Regions from separate parts of the Drosophila melanogaster genome. Here region 2 is linked to region 1. The links are chromatin contacts, called in public Hi-C maps. All regions are on one chromosome and are shown on one strand. Each heading gives the region's core, a stretch centred on a gene start, on an enhancer-like site or on the middle of the called end of the contact. The rest is flanking DNA. Distances are from core to core; before and after follow the strand shown.

Region 1 (4,691 bases), core at 1,725-4,224:
TTCTGCAGAGCGCCCATGGCATAGGACGGCGGATCCACCGGCGGATAGGTCTTCATCAGATCGAAGGCCACCTCCTCCATGAACCATTTGAAGGACTTGCAGTTCAGCTTGGTGCGGATGGCCTTTTGCTCCGTCAAATCGCCAGGATCCACGCTCTCGTACAGACCGTCTCCGTGGCTGTACAGGTAGTTCTTGTACTCGTCCATCCACACCTCCGCCACTCGCTTGTAGTTCTGCAAAGTAATCAAGAGTTAGTCGATGGGTCTAATTAACTGATTGATTGCCTTGATAAGAATAATAATTACTGCGAAATCGTTGGCGAAGAAATCTTAAATAAAATTTGTTGCCATGGCTGCAATCAAGTTAACTTCGAAAGCCATAAACCCCTTTTTAAATATGCGCAAATATTTTTCACAACAATGTGTCAAGTTCGGATAGCTACATGCCAGAGTAAACAAAACAAAGATATAAAGATATACCACGAAGAGGCAACATATAAATTTCTAATTAGAACCAACACGCCAAGTTTATCCGCCAAAAACAAAAACATAAAAATAAAAACTTGTAAAATGAACTAGCGAAGTTCAGAGACAAAAGAATTTTATGAGGTCTTAAAAAAATTAAGAAACTAAATGGGAGTGTCTGTTAATGTTGGATGAAACCCGTTTATGGCTCAATTTCCCATTCGCCATTTAGATTACTCTTTATTCTCTACTGCTAAACTCACCTTGTGCAGGTAATCGCCCTTCCTGGGACTCGGCTGATGGTTGCGAGGTCCGCGATAGATATGCCCAATGCGGGAGCAGGGCGCATCGTACATTTCACCACCACACATCCAGATCTTGAAGCTTAGCTCATACTGTTCTCCGCCCCAGATGTCCAGGCCCTCGTCGTAGCCGCCCAGTTCCCAGAAGAACTCCCTAGAAATGGCAAATAGACCGCCAGCCATGATGGGACTCTTGAACGGATCGGCCGGATGCTTTAGATCCTCTGGCAGCAATGGCAGGCGCTTGTAAAAGAACTCCCAGTCGAACGCTCCTCGGGCTCCCTCATCCTGCGCCCGGTAGTGGAAGTTGGTGTGGTCAATCACATCGATAAAGGGACACACCGCCGTCCGTTTGTTCAGGGCAATCGGCTCCAGCAACGGTGGCAACCAATTGTAGTTGGCCTCCACGTGGGAATCGAGGAAGATGAGCACCTCTGCAGTGGCATTCCTTGCGCCCGCCGCTCGGGCACCAATCAGTCCCGTGCGCCTTGGCAGCCTCACCACGCGCACCCACTTAAAGTGTTCCGCTATATAGGTCTCCAGCTCCTTTCCCAAATATTCGCGGTCACTGTGATCGTCCACCAGGATTATCTCCTTCATCAGCTCCGGCGGCGAGCGATTAATCAGACTGTGAACTGAGCGCATCAGCACGCTCAGGTATTCGTTGTAAAAGATGATGATCACACTGACTGTGGGCAACTTCGCTACGTACTCCTTCTTGCGACATCTGCAATTGAATTAATAGATTAAAATAAATTGGAATTGGCAATAAATTATTCGTTAACAGATATCACTGCACTGATATAATTAATTCAATATCTTCCTACTATAAAATAATAAGCATTTCAAGCAAGCAAAATGGTCTTATCTGACTTTGAAAATAAAACTGATTTGGAGCGTCACATTAGAGAAGTGCCCATTTTGGGAGCCACTGCCTTATCTCGACTCCTATATTTAGCGAAACTAAGTGCTTTTTGATGAACAACTCACAGAGGGTGGCGGATGTCGGGCACCGAGCGGTTAACCGATATGGAATCCGAGAGCAGGGCATTAAATCCATTTTCCAGGGACATTCGCTTCTCCAAGTCTCGCTGGGACTCATCGTCGAGCGTCGATGCCTTTCCGCCCTCCCCGAGGCCCACGCGCTTGGCATCCTTTTCCATGAAAGTATAGTCGTGCCAGTCCTTCTTCACCGAAGCGTCCGCCGGCGCAGCCATTTGGAGCTCCTCCTGGGGCTGCTGTTGCGGTTCGTCGTCCGCCGGATGCGGATTATCGACTTCTTCCTCCACCGGTTCGGGCTCATCGATCTTCTGCAGCTCAGGATCCTCTTCGAAGTCGGGTTCCTGTGGTTTCTGAGGTTCTGGTTGCTTTATAGCTGGCACCTTCACCTTGACATCGCCGGAAAGGCCAGCCTTTTCGGGCACGGGCTCCACGCCATGATGGACTGGCTTGTTGGTGTACGGAGTAGATGAGATCCAGCTGGTTATCAGTACGAAGAGAGTCAGTGAGATCAACAAGAGCAGCGAGGCCTTCACTATCCACTTGAGATTGGGTCGCCGCATCTTTGCCGGATATCCGTGGCTACGTGTGCGCTCTACGGGTCTCTACGTCAACCATTAATGTCGGTGAAGTATATCTCGCGGTAATGGTGATATTGGTTTGTTAGCTCAGGTGCTGCGGATGTTTGCTGGCTTGTCTCTTTATCTGGCGGCACTGCAACGTGGTCTGTGGGTGAAAGAGAATAGTAGAAAAGTAGAAAAATTCAGAAACGTAAGCACATATGTATCTTTTTGGGTCGCACATACAAAAAATACAAGATAAGCGGCGAGTCATTTTCACCAATACGAAAGTTAAGATAATAGAAATGATATTTAACTGCGCTGAAGGAACATCCGCTGGATAGTTACCTTATCGCAGACATATGTCAATGAATGTACTATAACTTAGAAACACTTCAGCGACTAACTTTGTTTATAATTCCGGATTTTATAATTTTAATCAGGTGAAACGTCATCAGCAGGTGAATTCTTATCAGGAGTTTGTTCTCACCTCTCTACGACTGTATTCTACTCAAAGCTCCATCCAAACGGGGTTGAATAAACTTATTAACTACTAAAATACTAATTAGCATAGCAAAACAAAAGTTTGCTTCCACGTCCGCGGAAATTCGGTTTTTTTGGTTCTGTTCTTGGCGCTGTTCTAATGCCATTCACACGGGCACGCCTTCATTGTAAACAGCTGTTCGGACATTCACAACGAAGGAGGGGCGTCGTAAAGGGGGATTACATGGTTGCCCAGTTTCAATTCAAAATTATTAACAAGATAAATATTGTAACATTCAAATACTTGTTATGATTATTTTTTAACAACTTCTCGCTTTATTGGTTCACTCAACTATCCAGTTTCCTAGGCAATGTTCAACATCTTCTTGACCTCCTCCTTGTATTTGCCCAAGTTGTACTCGTTTTCGCCTTCGTTTATCAGTTTCTCCACGCATTCAGCGAATGACTTGCTGGGAACCACTTTTGGAGCACCCTTCTTGGCGTTCCAGTTGAGGATTCCCTCGGCGGAGACCTTCGACTGGTTACGCTCGAACAGATAGACCTCCATGTCGGCCTCCGATTTGGTGGCCTCCCACGGCTCGGTGACAAAGGATTCGTGATAGCAAGCGGTGAGCAGATACAGGGCGTAGTCGTAGTTCTGCTTCTTCTGCGGACAGCGATCCGTGACGAAGGTAACGAGGTCCGTGTCCTTGTTGTAGCGATCGCCCACCAGGCGCAGGAACTTATCCCTGGCGTGCGCATCGAACTTCAGGTCAGAGAGCTTCAGGGTAATGGTGACGCGCCTGGCCTCCGGATTCCTGATCGTGGGCAAACTCTGGCAGTAGTCTGTGGTGGTGACCTCCAGGGGGAAGTGGCGCTGCCACTTGGCCTCTGTCTCCAGACCCTTTGGCCATGGCGTGCAGAACTTCTTGATGGCTTCGCATTGCTGACGGATGGCCGGCGGTGTCAAGTGCAGAAAGTTGGGTATCTTCATCAGCTCTGCATTGGCGAACTTCGACGGAGCTGCTGCTCCGCGTTCCGTGAATCCCTGCCGCAGTGGCAGAGGCACACTGGCCGGGTGGAACGAACGTGGTCCTGGCCAAACGGCCGTCCAGTCCTGATCCACCGCCATGCGGCCAGTGCGCGGCGGTGTGATGGGATCCCGACGGACCTGCTGGCGCTTCTGCATCTGCTGCTTCACCGTCCGCAGGCTGAGCACTCGGAATTCTGGCCGATCAGGAAGATATATCCATTATAAAACGTGTAAGCCAGGGAAACTTAATTGTTTACCTTCATCATCCTCAATTTCTTGCCGCTGCTCCTGGTTGGAAAAAACACGAATACCGCTTTGCGCCGTCTGTTTTTTCAGTGGCAGGCGCTCCAACAGGCGAGTCAGCGCACTGGACATGGTTTTATGTTTAATTTTAAGCTTAGATACCTAATTTTAACTAATATTTCCAGCGATTTATGCGGCTTTTACGTAAACCATGCGCCAACGAACATTCATTCGCGCCGAATAGCAAGCAATCAGCTGTTTACAGAAACTTGCCATTCACAGAGAAGCATACAAATAAAAGTAACGTCTTTTTAAATCATTTTGTAAACTGCTAGTTGTTTTTATTTGTACTTCATTTTTAGCTGAGGGTTTAATAAATTCTGGTAGTTCGGTTAAATTTTGCTAGAATAGTATCCGTTCTTAAACTTTTAGCAGCACCATGAAGAAATACGTCATCTTTTTCTTTTATATATATATATATTTATTCAGGTAAAATAATAAAAAATATAACTCTCATGTACTGTAATATGGCTAAAAAGGATAAGTTCAATCACACCCATGTCGGAATCACCGTTCGGGATCCCAAATCCCTCGTCACCTCGCCGTC
Region 2 (4,149 bases), core at 1,277-3,776, 2.0 Mb before region 1:
AAAACGGATTTAGTTTTAAGCCTTACCCTGAGAGAATTCGTTAGCCCCTGCATTTTGGAAATTGCCACACTGAGTTGCTGTGCATGGCGGTAGTTAAAGGTGGCTCCTTTCACATAAAAGTTTCGCGCATCGAACAGCTTGGCATCCTCAGCCAGGAACTCTTCACTGGTGGGTACAACATCCGAAGCAGTTTGATCTTCGCGAGCCTGTTGGAAGTCCTGCAGGGTCAGCCAAAGCCGCTTTTGCCAATTAAGGATGCCAGGAAAAGCTGTCGTATACACAGATATATCAAATGGCTATCATATCATATACAACTTAATACTCACTTGCACTGGACCAGTTGCGGTGGGATGTGGGCGCCACATCGGCCAATATGATCAGTCTCGTTGTATCCGTTCCATACTCATTAAACATGTCGCTAGGCTCCACCCCATTCAGCTTTGACTTAGACATCTTTTCCCAGGTCATGACCACGGGCTCTTTGGTTTCCTTTAGCACCGCCTGGTTCTTTTTGGCGTTCACAATCTCCACTTCTGTTTCGGGCACATAACGTCCACTGCCCTTCACCCGGAAGGAGCGACCCATCACCATGCCCTGGACTAGCAGCCGGGAAAAGGGTTCGCTAGTGGGCGAAAGCCCGCAACTGTGCAGGAAGTGGTTTATAAAGCGGGCGTAGTAAAGATGGAGCACGGCATGTTCCTTGCCTCCTATGTACAGATCCACAGGCATAAACTTCTTGGTCAGCGCTGTATCGAAAATGCGTTCGGAATTTTGGGCGTCCAAGTAACGCAAGTAGTACCAAGAGCTGTCCACAAATGTATCCATTGTATCCGTCTCCCTTCGTGCATCCTTCTCACCGCATTTTGGGCAATCACAGAGAAACGCTTCCTTCGGGGAATCCTTCGGAGGCAGAGACACTGGCAGCTGCTCCTCCGGCACTGGCACTGCTCCGCACTTTTGACAGTGTACAATAGGAATGGGAGTGCCCCAATAGCGCTGTCGTGATATCAACCAATCCTTCAGCTTTGAGGATACACGATAGCCGCCAACATTAAGGCGTGTGGCTGCCTGGAGCACCTCTTTCCTTAACATTTCCCAGTTGGCTGGACTTAGGGATTCCTCATCCTTGCCATTTGAAGTAAAAGCCAGTCCATATGAATCCCACAAATCCTTGTCTTCGCCACGGAAGCTGGGGGCTGCCAGGTAAACATCGCTCTTTGGCGGAAATGTCACTTCGTCGCTAAAGACCACAGGCATTGTGGTGCCCGCAAACGGGTTCGCTGCGCTTAGGCTGTCCGCACCCTTTAGCTTTGACAAGTGATGATTGCTGCGGAGCACGAGAAAGGCATGGGGATCTTTTAAATGCTCCGGATGGGTAGTCCACACTCGTAAAAGTCCGGAGGCGGAGGTGAGCAGGTTGAAAGCGTATCCATCACACTCTCCAATCCAGTGTCGCTGCAGGTTAATAATATCCCTCCAGTCGCGAAGCGTGGGATCCTCCAAACCGTCTAGCAATTGTTTGGCATAAGCACTCGTTCGGATAAACCACTGCCTCAAAAGCTTCTTTTCCACCTTGGCGCCCGACCGCCAGGAACAGCCGTTGGCGTCCACCTGCTCATCTGCGAGCACGGTCTTATCAACGGGATCCCAGTTAACAAGAGCCTCGTTCTGGTAGGCCAATCCATGGCGATGGAGCATTAGGAACAGATGCTGCGTCCACTTGTAGTATTTTGGACTGCAGGTGGACAATTCATGGTTCCAGTCAAAGGAGCAACCAAGTCGCTTGAGTTGTTCCTTCATCTGGGCAATGTTCTGCTCCGTCCAGGACGCGGGCTCCACCCCACGCTGATTGGCGGCGTTCTCGGCGGGCAGCCCAAAGGAATCCCAACCCATTGGCTGAAACACATTCTTGCCGCACATTCGCTGGAAACGAGCCACCGAATCGGCTATGGTATAGACGCGCACATGGCCCATGTGAAGATTGCCGGAGGGATACGGGAACATGGAGAGCACGTAGTACTTGTCCTGCGAGTCCTTGGGATTGAACTGTCCTCCACTGAGCTGCTCCCGCCAATGAGCCTCAATCCGGTGCTTGACATCACTGGTTAGCTCTGGATTCTGGAATTTAACAAAGGTCTTATTGCGTTTCTCGGATATATTATGCACCCACATCATTCCGGGTGCAGCTTTGGGTTAGCAGGCGCCGCCAGCTATTCCAGTAGACAGCTCCCCAAGGTCGTGTTCTTCTCAGTGCTTGCATTATACCGGTTTAATTGATTGAATTGCACATTTCACAATTATTGAATAACAAAATAGGAAGAACCCACTGCACTCTACAATCGAACAGCTGTTTCTCTGCATCGAGTTGCCACATCGCTCACGTGGATGGGAATTGCTCTAAGAAATTTTGGCGGGAAGCATTCCTGACTGACTGGTAACATTTCGCCCAGTTCTGTATTCTGATATCTGCCGCAACTATGGTAGCACTGGCTTTTTTGCTTTCGATTTTCAACTGAGTGGCAGGGCCGTTTACATTTTGCGAAAAAAAAAACTCACGTAATTTTTCACAGGGCGAGGCATTGTGAAAAATTAAATTGTACACCTTTTGAGGAGTATTTAATACCGAAAACCTTTGTGGGACATGGGTGACTCCTTGGAGAACCCCGATACATCGGTGGATCCAATCGTGAACCTGTCCATTGCGAACTATGATGCATTTGCCAATTATCTTCGGAAGGCGGTGACCATTTTGCTGCCGGAGGACGATGTGGTTCCCGCATCGCTGAACGATGCTCTGGACGATCCCGTCAACCAGGACACCATCCGGAAGTTCCTCTCGGATCCCCAGGTGCAGGCGCTTTACGTCCAACGCAATTGCATTAAAGGTAAAATAAGAATTCCTGTCCCGTTGGCAAATCTAGGGTGAAAAAATGGTACCTGCACAAAATGGCGTCTTTTTGGCGAAGATAAGAAAGTTGGCAAGCTTTTCAGGCAATCTTTTTGTTATAAGTTCAAAATATTAGTTCCATATGGTTACATTGAGTCATTTATGGGTTTGCTAGCTGAATACGCAACCAGTTTTTTAAAAATCAATTTGGCAGATGTTTGAATTCCAATAAGAAATATTTTTTGGCTTGGAAGTCGAAGCTGGAATACCTTACCATGTCACTAGCAACTTGTATGAAAAATTTTCAAGCATCACAAATTCATACAGTTTTTAAAATTTAAATTCAATTACAAAAATAGGATTATTTTTTATATTACGATATTGCTAAAAAGTGCATTCAGAATTAATCGTAAAATCAGAAGGATAGCAATAATTCATGTTAGTAAATACCAACTGCATTGTAAAATCAGTGTACTGCATTAGAGGGTATAAAAACGGGTTTCTGCGCATGACGTCAGCACATATGATTCACTTCGATAACTATGAGTCGAAAGTCGCGGCAGGGCGATAAGTGCTAACAGCTGTTTTGCCGCTTGCCGGCTTTGCTTGTTTACAAGCAATTCGCCGGGAAACAGCTGGTACCTGCCAAGCAACCAGTTTGTTTACGGAAACGACCTTGGAGGCTGCGCACACCTTCCGCCGCTTCAATAGCTTTGGGAGCGACATTGACATTGGCCGAAGGCAATGCCATCGGCACATTGACATTGGCAACGGGGCCAACAGCGCGGGAGCAATGACATCGCCAAGGTCCAGCCTTGAGCGCACGAATTTCGAAGGTTTTTCCTTGGACGCTTAATTTCCGTAGGTCAACACCTTGATAATGAAATCATGCCAATGCCGTGCCATTGAGTCCAATGCCAGGTGGGCAGTAGAATGCCACTGAAAGTGGGTGAGGGGTAAATGTGGAGCCAGACATGATAAACGTAATCAACGGGAATTAGTTTTCCTTTGAAAGTTCAATAATGGACGAATAAGTCAACGGATTTATTTCAATTGGCTAATAAAAAAAACCATTTTTTATTACCATATTTATTATACGTTTAATGTATTAACTGGGTGGGCCCATTATGAAATTCGATTGTTAACCAACTTATTCATTTTCAGAGGACGATTCTGAGCAGCCGGCGGAGGGCGAGGACGAGAAGGAGCAGGTAACCTACCAAATCAGCAACGATGTTCACTTCACCAACAGTCGGATGGCA

What was found. A called contact is a pair of places that touch in the nucleus more often than the background predicts.
Region 2: a Hi-C map of the Kc167 cell line shows a contact between it and region 1, with 2.6 times the contacts expected there. The contact joins the promoter of Dhc64C here to the promoter of Pgant6 in region 1. A contact is called at or near these places in 15 of 107 Hi-C or Micro-C datasets (the D17-c3 cell line, the Kc167 cell line, the S2 cell line and 7 more).

The regions. Positions count from the first base shown.
Region 1 is chr3L:2,780,538-2,785,228 of dm6, reverse strand. Pgant6 (Polypeptide N-Acetylgalactosaminyltransferase 6) reads right to left here and starts at 2,974. Exons shown (of 4, transcript NM_167966.2): 1 at 2,674-2,974; 2 at 1,757-2,491; 3 at 728-1,493; 4 at 1-233. The coding sequence starts at 2,328. It overlaps mRpS35 (mitochondrial ribosomal protein S35), which reads right to left and starts at 4,330. Exons shown (of 2, transcript NM_079169.3): 1 at 4,099-4,330; 2 at 3,124-4,035. The coding sequence starts at 4,216. The coding sequence ends at 3,173. Atg2 (Autophagy-related 2) reads right to left here. Exons shown (of 2, transcript NM_139491.2): 2 at 4,552-4,691.
Region 2 is chr3L:4,824,064-4,828,212 of dm6, reverse strand. It overlaps Dhc64C (Dynein heavy chain 64C), which reads left to right and starts at 2,526. Exons shown (of 15, transcript NM_001274503.1): 1 at 2,526-2,885; 2 at 4,052-4,149. The coding sequence starts at 2,642. LeuRS-m (Leucyl-tRNA synthetase, mitochondrial) reads right to left here and starts at 2,360. Exons shown (of 4, transcript NM_139675.3): 1 at 2,171-2,360; 2 at 327-2,118; 3 at 27-268. The coding sequence starts at 2,260.